Regions from separate parts of the Pan troglodytes genome. Here region 2 is linked to region 1. Evidence: chromatin contacts called from public Hi-C data. All regions are on one chromosome and are shown on one strand. The core of a region is the stretch at or near the end of the contact, and the rest is flanking DNA. Distances in the headings are between cores, read along the strand shown. Region 1 has its middle 160 kb from the start of CLINT1. Region 2 holds the start of EBF1 (EBF transcription factor 1).

Region 1 (2,700 bases), core at 24-2,523:
CGTAAACAATAGTGCTACCCAGTCATGTCTCAACAGCCTTCTGATGGAGAAGTAGATGGAATGTTCTTTCAGGAAATCAACTTCATGAAGCTCAGCTCTATGCTCAAATGTGGTTCCCAGCCCCTTGGGTTGTGTCTGACTCTCAGTGGAGAGCCAGGTACTCTGATTCTTGTCTTCATTGGTTGAGGTGACTTTGATAAAGTTCTCTATCCTTGCTGAACCGGAGTCATGTCTCTCCTGAAGATGGGAAAACTATACTTAGTATGTTCCGCTAGCTTTGAGGATTAGGCATCATCATTTTTGGAAATCAGGGGCTTGGGGTTTGAACACAAAGCATTGATTTGGTGTCGCCTCATGAAAACAACATATTTTGAGCATCTAGACCTTTTTTGCCACCATTAAAAAATCCCATCCCTAGACCAACAACCCTGCATTAAGCAGCAGGCTTTGGCACTGGACCCTGTACAGCTCAAGCTCTTTAAATATTTACAGTTGGAACCCAGACGTGGCAGGCCTCCTGGGGCTGGCTGGTGCTTAGACCGTTCCCTAAGGTCTTTGGGACATGAACAAGAATGGAATTTTACTGAAGATTTCAAGAGAAAACAGGGAATATGGTTGGCATCATAGACCACACAATAGAAAGCTAATAAAGCTCGGTCCTCTGCCAGCCACCTGTCTCTTAATCCAAACAGCCTCTCAGGACTCTCCTGTCCAGGCTATTCAGCTTGTGTCTGTAACTTATATACCCCATTCAGCTAAACCAAGCCCTGGAATTAGTCTTAGAGTGATCATCAAGTGCCTCTTGGAAATCTCCTCCCCATCGAAGCTTCTGATTTATTCACCGAGTTAACTTTATTGAGGGTGGGTGAGTTCACCTACTAAGTAAAGATTTCCTCTATGTTGTTATATACCCTGTCCATTTCTATAGAGGACTGTGAACCTTTTTAAGCACTCCAGGTCTACGTGAAACAAAACTGAATTGCATAGCCTAATACCAGGCATCCTTCATTTCGTTACTGATCATCCTGTTGCCTTCTGGTCTCTCCCTCATTAGAGTCCTTCAGTCACCCCCTGAAGTAGGGAAAAATGGTTTTGTGTTCACCTCACCTTTCTTCAACCTGTCGGTAGCCCCCTTCCTGTTCCCCTGTTGAGCCACAACAGCTAGCCTTGTTCTTCCTGGAAGAAGTCACTCAGATTCTCTCCCTCTCCAGGATTTCTTCACCCCCACCCCCAGCCTTGGTGTGACACTTGAAAGGTGATAATGAATGACAATGATGTAATGTGTCACTGCTGCAAGGCTATTTGCATTCAAATGAGGACTCTGGCAGTTGCATGATCTGAACCCAAAAGAGTGACTCCTTCTTAGGGATAATTGCAGTCTTTGGGGCAGGCCAACGAAGCCAGTGTTTGGCCTAACTAACATTGTCTATGGATGCCCTTGCACCTCAGTGAGGGCTAGATGCACTGTGTGAGATGGGTGGATGAGGGAGAAGTGAAAAAACACATTTGACATTACAATATGATTCTATGTTAAATGGCTTGTATGAACTGCTCTGCAATCACAGGGTACAAATATCATCACATCTCTTTGACTACCGTGTCCGCTGCTGTATCCTTAATGTTTTAAATAGTGCCTGGCACATAGTGAATGCTCAATAATTATTTGGGAATTGGATGCATGGATGGATAGATAGATGATTTAGTTTTCCAACAGATTGCTCAATCTCTTCCTCACAAACAGGGACTCCAAATATAGTTCTCTTGAGACTTCCAGTCCTGAAAATGTCTATGAATTCCAGGATATTTTCTTAATCTCAAAAGAACTGGGTGGGGCAGCCAGTCTTCTTTTGATACCAGGGGAATCTGGGGAGAAATCCCTATGCTGTCTCGGCTGTTTCTTTCTTGCTGCCAGAGGGTGTCGCTGGTGAAGCTGAATTCTGCACGGTCCCATAGGCTCGTTCATCTGAGAGGAGCCTTCAGTGGTTCTCCAGGGAGGACATTCCACTTCTTGTGGGCTAGACTGGGCCATGCGTACTGAGAGCTCTGGCTGCCAAGACATCAGATTTGATCCTCTCCTTGAGTTCAGGTGCACGGCCACATCCCAGGGCACAGGCCAACCCTAGGAGGCTGGTGCAAGACTAGTCTTAGCTTCCTGCACTCACAAACCCAGAATGCTTGACCCTCTTTCTGGAGATCATTCTCCCAAGGAAGCCTATTTCAGGGGTTCAAGGAGCATTTTCAACCCCTCCCCTTGGCGTGACATGGCTAGAAACTTCTTTTACTAAACAGAATAAGTAGTGGTAACAGTAGTAGTGGTAGTGATGCCAATTATGTTATGTGAGGCACCATACAAGAATGTAATCCTTACAATGATCCCATGATATAGATATTCTCATTATCCCCACTATAGAGATGAAGAAATCTGAGCACAAAGAAGTTATTTGCCCAGGGTTTCCACTGTACTAAAGAATGTCATAAAGATTAAGATACAGGCTGCATACTTTCAGAGTGTGTGCACCTAAATACTCCATAATGATTTTCACAGCAAGCCTATGAGATAGATAGTAGTAATGGTTCCATTTAACAGATGAGGAAACTGAGGCTTAGACACTCTCAGATGATTTGAAGCACTGTAGAAAACAGGATTCTGCTCTTGGACAACATAGAAGGATCATGTGGTTTATTCATACCTTTGGTAGC
Region 2 (2,700 bases), core at 154-2,653, 1.1 Mb after region 1:
GAAAGAAAGAAAAAAGAAAAGAGGGAAAGGAAGAGCGAAGGGAAAGAAGAAAAGACAGCCGGCCGGAAAAGAAAGAGCAATCACATAAAAACATAAAACACAGATCTCCAACATGCTGTGTTGAGACGCCTCTTCTGGGTTAAAACAAAATGAAAACAGTCACAGACGAGGCAGGGGAAAGTGCTGGCAAAGGGTGGGCTCCTCGCAGGCAGCTCCAGGTCCTCCGGCCGCAGGCGACGAAGGCAGAGCGGCTGGGGAGCGCGGAGCCCCGGCGGAGAGCGGAGCGCAGCGGCTGCGGACTCACCCCGCCGCCCGGCCCCGCGGCAGCAGCTGCCGCTGCCGCCTCCGCCTCCCGGCTCTCCCGCTCGCGGCTCACCTCGGCCGCGGTCCCCGCGCAGTACCCACCTCTGCGCCGCCGTGTTGGCGTCCAGCACCCCGGCGCCCTGCATCCACGTCCGCACCGCGTTCATGCCGCTGCCCAGCGGCTCTTCCTTCATGCTGCTTCCACTCCGTTGGATGCTTTCCTGAATCCCAAACATGAAAACAACCTTTTCTTGTGGAAAATCTCCTCCCCCTTGAAAAAAATTAAAAAAAAAAAAAAAAAGGAAAGAAAAGAAAGAAAAGAAAAGAAACAAAAACGCCAACCAGAGATTTTTTTTTTTCTCAGACGATGAACTCGCACTTAGAAGATCAAGGCGGGCTGGAAAGCAAATTTTTAAAAAATGTAAACCTCTGCTCAAAACTGAGCGATAACCCGAAAAAAAGAAGAAAGGGAAAATCCAACGAAAAGACCAAAATAATAAAATTAGAGATGTATGCTTGGCTGTTGGGGGTTGTTTGGTTGGTTGATTTTTGGTTTGGGTGCTTTTTTTTTTTTTTTTTGCTTTTTTTTTTTTTTTTTGTAATGATCACAGGCCGGTGGAGGACAGGAGGGGCTGGAGTTTCCTTTTGTAGAGGTACCCTTCACTTGAAGAAGCAGGAAGAAAAAAAAAAAAAAAAAAAAAAACCCTGATGGCAATTTAAGAAACAATAGACTCAACTCGCGCTGCCGGCTTTGCTACTTCAAGTGTCATTTTCCACAACCAGGCAAGTTTTTTCCTCTCTCTCTCTTTTTTTTTTCCTCCTTCTCTCCCAACCAAAGATGTTTCTTTCCTTTGCGTGTAGATGAGGAGGACGCTGGTTGCCGTAGACAGATACACCAGAGAGGGTGGGGGGAAGGGGAGAGAGGGAGAGAGGAAAGGGGGGGAGGGAAAGAGAGATAGAGAGAGAGGAGAGGGAGAAAGAGAGAGGGGTGGACCCTGCTGGATGGAGATTCTGTTTTCTCCTTGCTAAAATAGAAGTGATTTGCAGGCTTTCCCTATGGAATCCAGTTTGACTCTCCCCAGAGCTAAACACAGGCACACTAACCCCAAAGGGAGGAGGCGGGGCCCGCGCATCGAGGCCCCGCCCCTTCATTTGCATAACGTCATCTTTCCGCCCACCGCAGCCAATCGCGGCCCGGGAGCCGGCTCGCTGGCGGCGCCAGGCCACGCTCTCTCATTAACATCCCGCTCCCGGTGGCGCAGGGGAGCCGGCCAAAGTTCCTCGCAAAGTGGCGAGCGAAGGAGCGCTGAGCACTGGCGTCTGGGCTGGGGAGGAGCGGGTCCCAGCGAGGACGGAGAGGGGACAGAGGGAAAGGGAGGCGGGTGTCTTCCTCAGGAATTTGAGCTGGGGATCTGCATCCTGGCCATTGCAGTCCTTTAGCATCCTCGCCGCGCCCTGAGCGCGCTGGAGGCTTGCAGGCTGCGCCCTCCCAGGGCTGATGCCGCGTCCTGCTCCGCCGTTCTGGGACGTCGGGGACAAAAGTGGAGGAGACGGGAGAGCCCGGGCAGAAAAAGCAGGACGCGCGTCCCAGGTGCCCACCTCTTCGCTTTGAGGCGGGGGCGGTGGGATGGAATATGGGTGCGCGAGGTCGGGGCTGGTAACTCTCGGAGGGGCACGGCCTCCACGCTGGGAGGGATGAATGGACCCTGGGCCCCGGCAAATGAGGCGCTGTGGGTCCCCAGGAAGTGGGGTACCAGGCTCTACTCCCACCCCGGCCTCTGAAACGCTTCTCTCTCGGCCGCTAGCCTAGAGGCTGCCAGGGTTGGGCACTGTTCTCACTCACACGCTCACCTCTCTCGGGCAGTCCTCGAGATATGTGAATGGTGGAATGAATGCTCTCACTGGGGCTGTGTCAGGATGCGTTTTTAAATTTTCTCAAATTAAATGCCAACCCCTCATTCCCCACCCCAAGTAGTTGGTTCGTTTGTTTTCAGAGTAACTACCAAAGCAACAGCAATGTTAACCGTCTTTGATTAGCTGGTTATTTGGTGTAGGGTTTTTCTCATCCTCCTTTATTCTTCCTGTTAAAAAGGAGGGCTTGAACAAATCCTTCCTAACTCTGTCTCTGCCATATGAAAAGGGTGGGGGGAGAAGAGAAGGAAGGTGGGGAGAAAGGACAAAAAAGGAAGAAGGGGAAGAGAAAATGGGAAGGAAGGAGATAGAGAGAAAGGAGAGAAGGAGAAGGAACGAATGGAAATGGGAGAGATGGAAGGAAAAAGGGAAAGAAAAAAGGACGAAATTGTCTCCCTCCTCAGGCTTTTCAGCATGTATCTTTGTGGCTGGCAAAGGAAATAGCTAGAAGTTTCTGGGTAATGTGCCCCATCATTTTTTAGCAGG

What was found. Hi-C and Micro-C count contacts between places; a contact is called where the count stands out from the background.
Region 2: a contact with region 1 is called in a Hi-C map of induced pluripotent stem cells, with 2.3 times the contacts expected there. The contact joins the promoter of EBF1 here to the enhancer-like site in region 1. A contact is called at or near these places in 2 of 7 Hi-C or Micro-C datasets (induced pluripotent stem cells and stem cell-derived neural progenitor cells).

Annotation. Positions count from the first base shown.
Region 1 is chr4:155,705,653-155,708,352 of NHGRI_mPanTro3-v2.0_pri, forward strand. No RefSeq gene overlaps it. Among named protein-coding and RNA genes, the nearest start is that of CLINT1, 160 kb to the left of the region's middle. Within about 2 kb of position 1,274, at least 3 of the 24 cell types and tissues checked have an H3K27ac peak or open chromatin away from gene starts, as enhancers often do. A contact at or near this core is called in induced pluripotent stem cells, where this site is marked.
Region 2 is chr4:156,790,209-156,792,908 of NHGRI_mPanTro3-v2.0_pri, forward strand. EBF1 (EBF transcription factor 1) reads right to left here and starts at 1,404. Exons shown (of 17, transcript XM_063811625.1): 1 at 1,041-1,404; 2 at 406-524. The coding sequence starts at 1,073. LOC134810123 (a long non-coding RNA gene) reads left to right here and starts at 1,539. Exons shown (of 2, transcript XR_010157393.1): 1 at 1,539-1,894.